Regions from separate parts of the Sus scrofa genome. Here region 2 is linked to region 1. A link is a contact called in public HiChIP or PLAC-seq data. All regions are on one chromosome and are shown on one strand. The core of a region is the stretch at or near the end of the contact, and the rest is flanking DNA. Distances in the headings are between cores, read along the strand shown. Region 1 has its middle 81 kb from the start of PPP2R2A. Region 2 overlaps PPP2R2A (protein phosphatase 2 regulatory subunit Balpha).

The links. HiChIP or PLAC-seq counts read pairs in DNA pulled down with a chosen protein or histone mark.
Region 2: an H3K27ac HiChIP or PLAC-seq map of alveolar macrophages shows a contact between it and region 1. The contact joins two enhancer-like sites. A contact is called at or near these places in 2 of 5 promoter capture datasets (fetal liver and liver), 23 of 47 Hi-C or Micro-C datasets (alveolar macrophages, blood, embryonic fibroblasts and 11 more) and 2 of 2 datasets of contacts at active chromatin or transcription factors (alveolar macrophages and skeletal muscle).

The regions. Positions count from the first base shown.
Region 1 is chr14:10,110,311-10,117,998 of Sscrofa11.1, reverse strand. No RefSeq gene overlaps it. Among named protein-coding and RNA genes, the nearest start is that of PPP2R2A, 81 kb to the left of the region's middle. Within about 2 kb of position 2,793, at least 2 of the 83 cell types and tissues checked have an H3K27ac peak or open chromatin away from gene starts, as enhancers often do. A contact at or near this core is called in alveolar macrophages, where this site is marked.
Region 2 is chr14:10,230,455-10,238,142 of Sscrofa11.1, reverse strand. The region is part of intron 2 of PPP2R2A (protein phosphatase 2 regulatory subunit Balpha); the gene reads right to left. Among named protein-coding and RNA genes, the nearest start is that of PPP2R2A, 39 kb to the right of the region's middle. Within about 2 kb of position 3,227, at least 31 of the 83 cell types and tissues checked have an H3K27ac peak or open chromatin away from gene starts, as enhancers often do. A contact at or near this core is called in alveolar macrophages, where this site is marked.

The DNA of each region.
Region 1 (7,688 bases), core at 1,544-4,043:
AAATTCCCTCCCTGGAGTCAGATTCTTAAGGACAAGTTTTGTGTTTTCTCTCTGTATCTTTCATGCTTAGCCTAATGCTTAGCCTCTATATTTGTCACATAAAATCCTTATTTTTTATTAAAAAAATTTGAATTTAGTTGATTTATAATGTTTTGCCAATTTCTGCTGTATAGCAGAGTGACACAGTCATACGTATATATGCATTCCTTTTCTTATACTGTCTTCCATCATGTTCTGTCCCACGAGACTGGATATAGTTCCCTGTGCTGTACAGCAGGACCTCATTGTTTATCTACTCTAAATGTAATAGTTTGGCTGTATTAACCTCAAACTCCCAGTTCATCCCACTCCCCCCCTCTCCCCCTTGGCAACCACAAGTCTGTTCTCCATGTCTGTGAGTCTGTTTCTGTTCTGTAGATAGGTTCATTCGTGCCATATCGTAGATTCCACATATAAGTGATGTCACATGGTATTTGTCTTTCTCTTTCTGACTTGCTTCATTTAGCGTAATACTCCCTAGTTTTATCCATGTTGCTGCAAATGGCATTATTTTCTTTTTTAATGGCTGAGTAGTTTTCCATTATAAAATCCTTATTTATTGATTAAGCATTTGAGGCCTAGTAATGGAGTGACTTGCTTAATTTCTCATAATGAAATTACATCCAAAAGCCAAAGTGTTCATTGGTTGAGGCTTTGCTCTTCCCAGCAAACCCTCCAGGGCAAAGGATGTGTCTTATGTCTTCCCAAGTGTCTGGTATCATGGCTAGCCCATGGTCAAGCACAGGAAGAGCCTGAGAAACAGCAGTACCATCTAGAAGGTGGCCAGTGGATTGACGGATAAAGCTGTTTGGGGGAGTCTGGAACAGATGAATGATCTCATCCAGTTCTGGCTTCAGGGGAGCACCTACAATCATTTGCATTCATTCATTCAAAGATATTTAGGAAGGAGGATGTCCCTTTTCAGCTTTTTTTTTTTCTTTCTTTTACATCTGTGTTTTACTTTTATGCTCAGCAAAGTAGTGGGCAAAACATGGGCTTTTATTCCTTCCTTCAACCTATATTTATGCGGCATTACCCCAATATTTAAGAGCCAATAGGTGCGTTCCCCTTTTGGGACAGTGGAAATGAGTCTGACTAGGAACCATGAGGTTTCAGGTTCTATCCCTGGCCTCATTTAGTGGGTTGGGGATTGGGCATTGCTGTGGGCTGTGGTGTGGGTCTCAGATGTGGCTCAGATCCTGTGTTGCTGTGGCTGTGGCGTAGGCCAGCAGCTGTAGCTCCGACTGGACCCCTAGCCTAGGCACCTCCATGTGTGACAGATGCAGCCCTAAAAAGCAAAAAAAAAAAAAAAAAAAAAAAAGGAGCCAGTAGGTCCATCGCTATGCATTTCAGTTTACACATGCATAAATTGAGGACAATAACACCTATTTCCAGGTTGGCATAAAGGGTAAAAGAGAGTGAGAATGTGAAAGCTTGGCATGTATTAATGTGACTTAACCCTCCCACCAGAGCCAGTGACAGCTGATAATTTCACTTCTGGGGCAGGACTGGGGAGGCAATGGGAGAGCTTCTGAAATGTTGATGCTCTGACTTGGTTCATTAAGTTACTATGAAACGAGAGGCGGAGATTTCCCTGGGTGGCGTCTCTTAGGCCTGGCACATTAATTATGCACAATAAATACACATTTGATCAATTGTTCTGGCCTCTGGAATGGATGTGACATTTTCATAACATAGGAAAGGTGAGACTCATCACACAACTTTTCTCATTCTGGCCTTGGTCTCTTCCCATACATTGAGAAAAGAAAGTTCCCACCAGAATAGGATTATGTTGTTTTGACATAAATTCTCTTATTGGTTAGGATTAGGTTCATCTGCCTAAAGTACAAACATCCCTTACAGTCTTCCTCTCATAATTTAGTCTTAGATAAGATAAAACTGCATTTCTTTTCTTTCTTTCTCTCTTTTTTTTTTTTTTTTTTTTTTTTTTTTTTTGGTCTTTCTAGGGCTGTACCTGTGGCATATGGAAGTTCCTAGGCTAAGGGTCAAATTGGAGCTACAGCTGCCAGCGTGCACCACAGCCACAGCCATATAGGATCCAAGTCATGTCTGCTACCTATGTCACAGTTCAAGGCAACACCAGAGCCTTAACCCACTGAGCAAGGCCAGGGATCGAAAAAGCATCCTCATGAATACTAGTCGGGTTCATTACTGCTGAGCCATGATGGGAACTCTAAAGATGCCATTTCTTTTTCATGTAAAAGAATAGAGTTAGATGTTCCAGCACTCTTGTGACACTTTCACAAAGCCATCAGAGATGTATACCCTTTCCAACTCCACCCCGTAAAGGGGCCTCCTGGTCCATGGTGGCTGACAATGCTCCAGACATCACATCCATGTTCCAGACAGAAAGATGGAGGAATGGTGACAAGACAAGAGCATCCTCTCCGTTTTAAAAAGACTTTCCTAAGTTCCACATCTCTTCAGTGGGAAATAAGGCACAGGGCCACACCTCTGCAAGAAAGTTTGGAAAATTAAGGCTTTCAGCTGGGCAGTAAGGTGCTCAGCTGAAAAACAGCATTCTAACACAAAGGAGAAAAGGGAGGCTGAAGGTTTAAGGGAGGCAAATGGCCATGGCGCTCATCTCTTCCATTCTGGAGAAGACACAGAGCTGTTTTTCCCTTCTGTGTTTCTCCCACCCTACACAGAAACTGTCATTAATGTCTTGACATCTGAAACTGAGGAAAACAGAAGTGATGACGCTACTGTGTTTCATCTTGGGCCACAATTTCTCCACCTACACACTCCTGCTCTTCTCACATGTTGTTTCATTCTCTCTGTCCCCTCCACACACATACATGCACAGAGCTCATGTTAAAATTGCCCTCTGGGCATATGCTAAGTCAAATAAGTCAGACAAATACTGTATGATACCACTCCTACATAGGGTTTAAAAAATACAACAAACTAGGGAGTTTCTGTTGTAGTACAGAGGAAACGAATCCAACTAGTATCCATAAGGATGCAAGTTTGATCCCTGGCTTCATCAGTATGTCACAGTGTGTTGGGGCTCCGGTGTTGCTGTGAGCTGTGGTGTAGACCACAGACGTGACTCATGTTGCTGTGGCTGTAGCATAAGCCAGCAGCTATAGCTCTGATTTGACCCCTAGCCTGGCAACTTCCATACCCCTCAGGTGTGCCCCCCCAAAAGAAAAAGCATAAAAAATGTAACAAACTAGTGAATAAAACAAAAAAGAAACAGACTCACAAATCTAGAGAACAAACTAGCCGTTGCCAGCCAGTGGGGATAGGGAAGGGGGAAGGGCAATGCAGGGATGGGGGAAAAAGGAGTTCTTATGGGACTATATGAAATATGTGTGTGAAACTTTTGAAAATTGTAAAGCACTACAAAATTTAAAGAATTTTTCATTCAATTAAAAAAGCAAAATAAGGGAATTCTCTTGTAGTGCAGCAGGTTAAATATCCGGCATTGCCAGGTTGCTGCTGGGATGCTGGTTTGATCCTTGGCCTGAGAACATCCACATGCTGTGGGTGCAGCCAAACAAACAACCAAACAACAAATCCGCACTCTGAATTACAAACTAATGCTTGGTGTCCTAAAATGGATGCCCAGGCATTGCCTACTCAATGCGAGCAGTGGAACCAGAGCATTCACCCTGTTCAGGAGGGGAGCTGTAAGGAAAGGGGAACCACTCCACACACCAGGGTCTCCTGCCTGAAGGATGGGGTTCTGGAGGGGTCTGGACCATTCATTTCGTGGTTACCCCATGCAAGGGTTCCCTGGCTGCCCCAGGGCACTCACCCAGAGGATCATGCTGCTGCCTGCCGGCCCCACTGCCAAGCTGCCTGCCGTCTCAGATGCAAAAGGGTTTGCAGAAAAGGGGCAGCAGGAGGAAGAATTCAAATGACTCAGAGCAGAAGCATCATGACTGTTGGGCCTGAAAACTGGGGGAGCACCTTGGAGCATTATTTCCCTACAGATGCTCTATTCCTTAGTCTTGGTTTTCATCTGAAGATGGGGAAATTAACACCTAACTGAAAGCTGCATGTGTGTTTTTGTTTGTTTGTTTTTGCCATTTTAGGGCTGCACCCATGGTATATGGAAGTTCCTAGGCTAGGGATCAAATTGGAGCTGCAGATGCCAGCCTATACCACAACCACTGCAGCACAGGATCAAATCGGCATTTGCTACCTACACCACAGCTCACCTCAGTGCAGGATCCTTAATCCACTGAGCGGGGCCAGGCATCAAACCTGCATCCTCATGGATACTAGTCTGGTTGTTACTGCTGAGCCACAACAGGAACTCCTAAGCTGTGCATTTTAAACAGGAGACTTGTGTCAGGTCCAATACAGCTTATGGTGTGTTCCTATAGCCCCTGGCCCCCAAACTCCGCCCCCAGTGCTCTATGCTTTCCTTCAGCAAATATTTTGGCAAGTCTATAGCGTGCTTGTCAAGTTTACATACATTGCTTTAAAATCAGGGTCATTGACCAGGATACCAAAAACCCCACCCCAACTCAGGAGTCAAGATAAATCACATTTTGGTGGAATATCTAAAAAAATAAGAATTGGAGTTCCCGTCGTGGCGCTGTGGTTAACGAATCCGACTAGGAACCATGAGGTTGCGGGTTCTGTCCCTGCCCTTGCTCAGTGGGTTAATGATCCGGCGTTACCGTGAGCTGTGATGTAGGTTGCAGACGCGGCTCGGATCCCACGTTGCTGTGGCTCTGGTGTAGGCCAGTGGCTACAGCTCTGATTCGACCCCTAGCCTGGGAACCTCCATATGCCGTGGGAGCGGCCCAAGAAATAGCAAAATAAATAAATAAATAAATAAGAATTGACGCAAAAAAAAAAAGATGAAAATATCAGGATTTTAAGTAAAGATAAGGATATTGGTGTTAGTGATTTTATTTCTTTGGCCTCAGCTTCTCAGAGGCTTGGCCTGGCACTGCTAATCTTATTATACCCTTGGGGTAGGGCCATGTTGTAGGTTGTGACTCAAAAGAGCTCAGCACTGGCATTCCCATTGGGGCTCACCGGGTTGTGAACTTGACAACGAGTATCCACGAGGATGTGGGTGCAATCCCTGGCATCGCTCAGTGGGTTAAAAGATCCGGCATTGCCTCAAGCTGGGTGTAGATTGCAGATGCGGCTCAGATCTGGTGTTGCTGTGGCTGTGGTGTAGGCTGGCAGCTACAGCTCAGTTTAGAACCCCAAGCTCAGCATTTACTCTCCTAAAAGGTAGAGAAGGAATTTGAACCCCAGGACTATACAGTCTATGCTCCATGCTCAAGACTAGCCAACAGCCTAGTTTTGTGGAAGGACCAGGACACTCTGCCTTTTGTTTTTTGTTTTGTTTTTTAGGACCACACCCGTGGCATATGGAGGTTCCCAGGCTAGGGGTCCAATAGAAGATACAGTTCACATCAATGCCAGATGTTTAGCCATTGGGTGAAGCCAGGGATCAAACCCTCAACCTCATGGTTCCTGGTCAGATTCACTTCCCCTACGCCATGACGGAAGCTCTCTTGCTCAGCTGCTGAAATAACCGCATATCATAGGTGCCAGGAGATAATTCATGGAGTGCCCTGACGATATAAGTCACCATGAAGCCTAAAGTCATCGTGTTGGAGTCGGGGGTGGGGTGAGCAAACAGTGACTTCCGCTTGAATGCCAATGAGAAAGAATTAGCCTGACCTGGAGTCCTTAAAAGCCATGTAACCTTTCCTTTTAAATCTCTCAGCGGCAGAGCGCTTTTCTCTGGACCAAAGGTTGATCTTGGAATCACTGAAAGTAAAATACAATCTAAGAATCCTTTTGGAGAGCAAGAGTGTTTTACAAACTCAGGGGAGGTTTCTCCACGCTGTATTTATTTTTTTAAATTGCAATCAAGCCCCTAGAAATCTGAGTTTTGTTTCCAGTGCAGCAGGCTGACCGAAGGAGAAGGGGAGGCCTTTGGATGGGCGGCTGGAGGCATCTGGAATTGTTGTAGGGATCCGTTTTTCCAGGTCCGGGTGTAGACCAGTCTCCGTCCCGGCGAGGAGCCGGGGTGGCCACACCCTCCTCCCGCCTCATCGCTGCACGCGCACTGCCACCTACAGAGCTCGGGAGGCAAGTCAACTTCGTGCCCTGCCCTTCCCTCCTGTGGGACCCGCCTGGCCATGTGATGGAGTCCGATCCCGTTCCAGGGCCTGGACAGATTGCTGCGGAGGACTCCCCACTCATTACCATAACAGGGGCTTGATCTTTCCTTGGGCGGGTTGAAGACACACTAAAAATCAGGTCTCACTTTACCAATTTTATCTAGCTAACATTATCTCCCATCTCAACAAAGCCTCTGCATTTTGTTTTGGCTGCTGAGACTCCCTTCCAAAGGCCTCTTTAGTGCTCAGTACTTAACTTACTTCAGCAAGCTCTGGTTCTCTTTGCTTTATCGCAGATTGTCAAAATATAAAAAAAAAGTTGCTTGTATTTACTGAGGTCCCAGGCTCAATGTTATGTGTTTTACATGCGTCATTTTAACTTAGCCCAAATCCTTTAAACTAGGTACTGGAGTTTTCTCCCTGATGTAGATGTGGAAATAGGCTTAGAAACATTTTGTCCAAGGTCACTCAGCTAGTCAGCTGTGGTGCCGGATTTTAAATCCAGGTGGATTTTATTTTATTTTGCTTTATTTATATTTTTGTCTTTTTAGGGCCGAACCCGCAGCATATGGAAGAAGTTCCTTGGCTAGGGGTTGAATCAGGGCTGCAGCTGCCAGCCTATGCCACAGCAACATGGAATCTGAGCCTTGTCTGCCACCTACACCACAGCTCATAGCAATGCCAGATCCTTAACCCACTGAGTGAGAAGGGCCAGGGACGGAACCCAAGTCCTCATAGATACTAGTCTGGTTCATTACTGCTGAGCCAAAACAGTAATTCCAGATTTTATTTATTTATTTATTTATTTATTTATTTTTAAATTTTCCATTACAGTTGATTTACAATGTTCTGTCAATTTTTTCTGCACAGCAAAATGACCCAATTATACATATATATATATGTATATATATATGTATGTATATTCTTTTTCTCATATTCTATTATGTTCTATCCCAAGAGACTGGATATAGTTCCCTGTGCTGTACAGTAGACCTTATTGTGTTTTTTTGCTTTTCAGGGCCACGTCCTTGGCACATGGAAGTTCTCAGGCTAGGGGTTGATTCGGAGCTACAGCTACCAGCCCACACTGCAGCCACAGCAACACTGGATCTGAGCCTCATCTGCAACCTACACCACAGCTCATGGCATTGGCCGATACCTGATCCGCTGAGCAAGGCCAGGGATCGAACCCACATCCTCATGGATATTAGTTGGATACATTCCTGCTGCACCACAACAGGAACTCCAGGACCTTATTGTTTACCCATTCTAACTGTAATAGTTTGCATCTACTAATCCCAAACTCCCAGTCCATCCCACCTCCTCCCCCGCTCCTTTGGCAACTGCAAGTCTGTCCTTCATGTCTGTGATTCTGTTTCTGTTCTGTAGATATGTTCATCTGTGCTTTATTTTATTTTATTTTTCTGTCTTTTTGCCTTTTCTAGGGCCGCTCCCGAGGCATATGGAGGTTCCCAGGCTAGGGGTCGAATTGGAGCTGTAGTCGCCTGCCTACACCATAGC
Region 2 (7,688 bases), core at 1,978-4,477, 120 kb before region 1:
AGAACCAGAAATGAAAAAATGATAAAAGAATAATTTCTTTCTGGACCTTAAAACTGCTGTTGTAAATGTGCTCAAGAACACAGAATAAATCATAAACATGATGAGAAATGGAAGACTAAAGACAAAGGAACATCTAAAAATGAAAAGCATACTAGAAGTTCCCATCGTGGGGCTCAGTGGAAATGAATCTAATAACCATGAGGACACATGTTCAATCCCTGGCTTCGCTCAGTGGATTAAGGATTTGGTGTTGCCATGAGCTGTGGTGTAGGTCACAGCCAAGGCTCAGATCTGGCATTGCTGTGGCTGTGGCGTGGGCCAGTGGTTACAGCTCTGATTCGACCCCTACCCTGGGAGCCTGCATATGCTGTGGGTGCAGCACCCCCACCCCCCCCAAAAAAAAGCCAAAAAAGAGAGAAAAGCATACTAAGTGAAATGTAAGATATACAGGATGGGATTAACAGCTTAGACACTGCTGTAGAAAGGTCAAGAACCTGAAAACCTACTAACAGAACCAAAACAAAATGAAGCAAAGAGGGAATACACCTGACTTTAATTAAGGATAAGAGCAAGCGTTCTAACATATGTATCACTGCAGTACCAGGGGAAAAAAAGGTGGGCAACATGTGAAAAAATGACCAGTATGTAAATGCTCAAGCATGATGACGATACATGCAAAATAACCAAAACAAAGGATAATGCAAACTTACAAAGGTATATAGTAGTGGCAACTCATGTAGTGGCAACTCAATAACCATCTTTAGTCTTGTATTACTGATGACTGCAAAATCATGAGGAATTTTTTAATAAAATTCCAACATTTCTAAGCATAATCTTCCCCTGACTTACAAAGTAAACTTCGGTATATACATTAAACACATGCAAAAAATACTTAACAGAGTTGGGTTATTAAGTCTATAAGAAAATAAAGTGTTTTTTTCCCAACACCATGAACATTTGGCAGAACATTCTGAATTATGCGACTATGGGACCATTTTTTTCTTGTTTTACACTGTCCTACAAACAACCAAGTAGCTAGCATGCTTGGCCCTTGCCTAGAAAATGCCAATAATGCCTCTAGTCATTGGTAAAATCAGGTAAAAAAGAATTCAATACAACAAGAGTTTATAATAGGTATATATTTGATTAAAGGTATGGTAAAGATATAATAGGTATATATTTGATTAAAGGTATGGTAAAGATATAATAGGTATATATTTGATTAAAGGTGTGGTAAAGATTTAACAGCCATAAATCCTGATGGTCAAAGGATTTTTAATTAACACTTTATATATTTCAAGGTTATTAGGAATGAAAGAAGTATAGTAATCACAGAAGCTGGAAATATCCCTTTCCATGCCTGATAGATTTGAAAAAAAAAAAAGGCGAGGTGGGTAGCAGGAAGGGAGACAGAACCTTTAAACTGTAATTGATACATACACACGCACAGAAGTTTATACCAATATAAAAATATATATTTCTTCCAAACAGCTACACAATTAAAAAAATATTCGTACGTTTAGCCACAGAGAGCCCCTGAAGAATTCTAATTATGAAGACCACATTCTCTAATCACAAAATTAGCTAAAGATTAACAATCACCAGTTCTAATCAACCACTTTGTAATCTTAAAACTCTAAGGGCAAAGATAAAAACCACTACTGCAATTAAAAGATTTATAGGAACCTAAGTATATAAATATTTACGATAACAAAAATTATTATTTTTTAAAAAGACACAATGACCTTTCTATACTATAAAACTAATAAACCTGTAAAAACTGATTGAATAAAAAAAAAGAAAAGAAAAAAGAAAGAAATCCCACAAGAGATAACCACAGGTAATAACAGCCTTTTAGCAAACTCATGCAAAACATGTATTGGATGTCTTTATATACACCATAATACCTACAAGAACAATTTCAGTAATGGGATTATAGCTAAAATTAATTTTATTTTTTAATCTCACAAATTACTTTGTAAAAAAAAAAATCATCATCACTCTTAGTCCTACTTCTGAGAGAATTCTAGTATAGAATATACTAGATATAGGATATATAATATCCTTCCAAAGTTTGCCCACATGTACTTCCCATGCTTAGTACAAAAAACATCTATTTGTATTGAGAAAAAAATGGTATCTACATTATGTTGCTGATTTTTTTTAAAAAAAAGTTACAAATCATGTTTAGTCCTATTTGTATAACAATTAAAACAATCAGAGCATTATGGAATTTGTGACCAGCTTAGACAGGGAGACCTGATAACAGATACATGACAGCATTAGCATTACAGTAGCAGAAACTGACAAAGGTTTAAAAAAAATAATGAGGTAGCACCACACAACCAATCAAATACCTAAACTTTTATTTAAAAAAACTGATAAAAAAAATAAAAAAACTGATAACAGGAATTCCTGTTATGGCTCAGCAGTAACAAACCTGATTAGTATCCATGAGGATGAGGGATTGTTCAATCCCTGGCTGGGCTCAGTGGGTTAAGGTTCTGGCCCAGGTTGCAGATGTGGCTCAGATCCAGTGCTGCTGCAGCTCTGATTCAACCCCTAGCTCAGGAACTTCCGTATGCCTCCAGTGCAGCCGTAAAAAAGAATAAAAGAAGAAAAAAAACCTCTGGAATGTAATAGCACAGAGATTAATTCTCATTTTGATATGGTTTGTTTCAACTAAGCTTAGAGCTCTCATCAAGAAACATGTTTATCTTGTTTGGACACATGACCAATTTCCAGTCTTCTCTTCTATTCATTGGATGTAACCTATATGGCCCAACAGTGAACTTAATGATTGGCTCCACATAGCTAATTAGAATATAAATCACCCAAATTTCTTCACAAAGGTATAAGAAAATACTGGATAATGCAGTTACAAAATGCTAGTTTCTAAATAAAGGGTAGGCAAGCCTAAGTAAGGTATAGTTATTTCCCTACAGATCACTATGATGCTTATCACTGCCCACCTCTAGGGGGAGCTCAAAGTTCTTGTTACTTTTCCCCAAAGGTCAGGACACTCCTCCGACAGATTTGGTGTGTTCGAGACTTAGAACCTTTTTATTACAGCACCCTAAAGAGCAAGTTACATGTGTGCCAATCTTTTAGGCATTTCTTTTTTCCTCAAAAGTGAATAAGACTTGACCTGCTCACCTGCTCCTGGTGTGAGCAGGCTCCAATCGTTTCTTCCTCTTTCCCTTCCAGACTCCTCCCACTTCCTACTTGGCTTGACTAGGGCACATTACTGTAGTTGGAAAGGCTGGCTGCAGGGAGGGCGGCTGTGCTCACTCCTGCTGATGCAGTACTCTTAGTGCAGGCCAGTGCCACCTCCAATCCCCTCAGGTCAGGGCACGTGTAAGTACAAATGGGAAGGAGACTGCTCATGTCTGCTCAGTGGAGCCCCACTCAGGCAGCCCCTCCAAACACTGAGGGATCTTTATCTTAAGCATACTTATACCACATTCTTGGGGACACATGTGAAGGGAACTTGTGCAGGAAATAACCAGAAGTCAGACTGGTCATTTCCCTACTGTCAAATTGCCACTTCTGTCTGCATGACCCTGAGAAAGTAACTCAGCTCTGAGGGATAAACAAGCAATAAATGCAAAGAAATGAGTTTTGAATGAGGCACCCAGGAGGCACACTGGTAAACAGAAGATGTGGGCTGGAGTTTTGGGCTTTGTTGTACAAAGCAGAAATAAGCATTTAACTCTTATTTGTGTCTAGACTCTTCAGGTAAAAAATCAATCTAGCCTAGGTCAAAAACTTATCCAAATGATCCAGCTTAGCTCCCAGGAGCCTGAAGCTGAAGCCCAAACTAGGAACAAAGTATTGCAGCTGCCTTGCTTGCTGCTTCTTTACAGTTACACTTAAGAGGCCTCACACTGAAGCATGACTGGTTGAGGATAGGATCCTGTAATCCCGTCTCACTGATCAAAATATCACCTGGATTATACTATGATTTCCAAGAACAAAGTAAGTGCTAAGGGCCTTTATAACCTTTTCTCAACCCCTGACTCAGTGAAGGGGAATATGTCTTGAGATAAGCTCAACAAAGACCACTGGCTACTGATGCTCACACAGAACCTACATTGCAATGTTGCCATGAGAGTCAGGGTCCATAAGGTAATTTCCAGAGATGTGTTCTGGAACCAGTCTCCCTTCTTTTTAACTTGTTCCTGGATAATCTGATATCATGTTTGGATAAAATGGAATGGAACCATACCCTCCTGCAACAAAGAACAGAAAGATAAACAGTTGCTAATACATACAAGTGTTGCTAATACAAGTGTGATCTTAAAAAACAAGCCTTGGTGTATGTTACTTACATTAGAAAGAAGAGCTCTAAATTGATCACTCTAAATCTAGTTACCATCTTTGTTAGATGTTCACCAACTCTTAACTGAGTCATAATTAAGTCCACAATGCAAACCATCTCATTAAGTTGCCTTATCAAAACATAATACAAATAATTTCTTGTGGAGATTATACAAACAAAAGGAACTACATAAAGATTTTCCATCTATGCAAGCCTTATTAAAATATTTTTATAACCAGAATGCGTATCTGGCTATTAATACCTGCCTAAAATCTTTACAAATTAGGGTTATTATGGCCATGATTTTTTTTTTTTTTTTTTTTTTTGGCATTTCTTGGGCCGCTCCCACAGCATATGCTCATCTTTCCCTTTTCTATCCTTTCCTTTTCATTTCTGGTTGGTTAGTTTGCTCGAGCTGATAATCTCCTGACCTTGTTTTCAATTGTATTTACACTGCAATTCATTGTTTCCACTATACTTTTAAAACTGTAATCATGTTTTGCAAATAATTTCAAATTATTTTCATGGTTCCGTTTTCAAAGATGCAACTTCTTTCACGTATCTCACTACAAGAGAATTAAACATTAACGTTTTAGTCCACCTACTTGAACTAAAAGTTTATCTGACAACTGATCTTTTTTTTTTAACAAATCTTGCACATTTTTGCTGTTTTGCTCATTCCTTTGACAAATTCTTAAGAGTCTTTCCTTCAACAAATATTTTACTGAGTATCTAATATATGTCAGACATTCAAGGTCATGCCAGCATTTCCAGGTGCTAGGGATATAGGAGTTCATAGGACAGGCAAAAAAATAACCCTGCCCACATGAAACATACATTCTAGTGACTGGGGCATATTATAAACAAATGATTCACAAATATAAAGTGTATCAAGTAGTGCTAAGTACCACAGAAATACAGCAGTCAGAGAAAGCCTCTGAGGGGCTAACTTAGGTAGAAACTTAAATGAGCAGGGAATTAGTCATCCAAACTTGGAAAGCATTTCAACCAGAGGACCTAAGGGTAAAAACGAGTTTGCTAAACTTGATAAGACAAATGCAGAATAAGGTGGTAGAAAAGATGGAGCATTTAACAGAGGCCGAACCATACTGTCTTGTAAGCTACGTATGGTAGGACTGTGGAGTGATAAGCCACTGTAAAGTTTTTATGTTTTAGAGCACTTATCTGTTGAGTGAATATAGAAAAAAAAAAAAAAAAAAAAGGAGAAGAATGGTTCATAAGTTATTGAAGAGATTATGGCCTGAACTCAAGTGGTAGCCATAGAGAAATGGATGGATTCAGAACACATTCTGAAGACAGCACTGCAAACTTGGCTGAGGTATCAAAAGGTGATTCTGGGAGTTCCCGTCGTGGCTCAGTGGTTAATGAATCCAACTAGGAACCATGAGGTTTTGGGTTCAATCCCTGGCCTTGCTGAGTGGGTTAAGGATCTGCGGTTGCTGTGAGCTGTGGTGTAGGTTGCAGACACGGCTCAGATCCCAAGTTGCTGTGGCTCTGGCGTAGGCCAGTGGCTGTAGCTCCGATTCAACCCCTAGCCTGGGAACCTCCATATGCCAAGGTTTTACAACTATGTCCAATGGAAAAGTCAGTGTCATTTATTGGGGAGAGACACACCAGGAAAAAGCAGGTTTGGGTTAAAAAAGGAGCCCTAAAATCCATTTTCACACCTTTGGTATTGATTTCAACTAGACATGCAAGTAGAAATGTTATCCCAGCAGCTAAACAGATGTGACAAAGTAGGGAAGGAAGAGGGGATATAAATTAAGGATATCATCAGCTAATGGAGGCATTTAAAAACTAAACGTGATTTTCTACTGAGCAATTATATATAGTAGGTTTGGTCTAAGGTCTGAGCCATCAGGCTCTCCCACAATTAACTGAAGAGGAGGGATCAGCTAGGAAAGGAGACTACACAGGAACTACTGGTGAGGGAGGAAGACCATTTCTGGAACCAAAGACAGTCTTTCTAAAAGGAGACAATGGAGTTCCCACTGTGACTCAGCAGAAACGAATCTGACTAGGAACCATGAGGTTGCAGGTTCAATCCTGGCCTCGCTCAGTGGGTTAAGACTCTGGTGTTGCTGTGAGCTGTGGTGTAGGTCGCAAATGCAGCTCAGATCTGGTATTGCTGTGGCTCTGGCATTGGCTGACAGCTGTAGCTCTGATTCGACTCCTAGCTTGGGAACCTCCATATGCTGTGGGTTTGGCCCTATAAAGCAAAAAAAATAAAAAAAAAAATAAAATAAAAGGAGGCAGTGATAAATTGTGTCAAAAAGTGCATAGAAATCAAGCCAAGGCTTGGAAGTTCCCTGGTGGTCTAGTGGTTAGGATGCAGTATTTTCACTGCTACTGCCTGGATTCAATTCCTGGTCTGGGAATTGAAATCTGACATCAAGCTGCTGCATGAGGAGGGGGGAGAAGGAAAAATTAAGTGAAGGCTGAGAATTAAGCAAGTTCTTTGGGGGCTCAGTGGGCTAAGGATCTGGCACTGACAGACACACTGTGGTGTGGGTTTGATCTATGGCCTGAGAACTTCCACACACCATTTGGCAGGGCCAAAATAAACAAAATTGGTTTTTTTAAAAAAAGAAGGCTAAGAATTAAACTTGGATTTGGTGACCTGTAGATCTGGGGGTTGATTTCAAGAAAAGTGGTTTCAGTAGACTGGCGTCCTTAAAATAAAAGTTGTTTTGTGTGGTGGAGGCAGAAGCAGCTCGGCACTAAGTTGAAAGCATTACTCTGACAGTATGAAATCTGGACTATGAAGGGCATCCTCTTTCCCTTACTTTTATATGTCTTGGGTTATTTTGGGAAACAGAGGGTTAAACAAACACTGAAGCTGACTCCTGAGTTGCCAACTTCTCAGCTGGCTGGGTATACCGAGAGTAGTATTCTTTCAAGAAAAGCACCTAGAGGGAGTTCCCTGGTAGCCTAGTGGCTGAGGATCTGGTATTGTCACTGCTGTGGCGCATATATGATCCCCGCCTAGGAACTTCTGCATGCCATGGCTGTGGCCAAAAGAAAAGCACTTGAGTGATATAGATTTTAAGTTATTATAAGCATGAAAAATGCTACTTTGTTTCCCTGTGAAGGATAGTTTCACCAATTTAAGATTCTTAGTTTATACAGGTTTTTCCTCAAAGTTTTCTACATGCCACTCCACTGTCTTTTAGCACAGCCTTGGCCCAGCAGAACTTTCTGTGATCACACAAATGCTCTATTCTTGGAGTTCCCATTGTGGCACAGTGCAAACGAATCCCACTAGTATCCATGAGGATGTGGGTTCAATCACTGGCCTTGTTCAGTGGGTCACAGACGCAGCTCTGATCCTGAATTGCTGTGGATG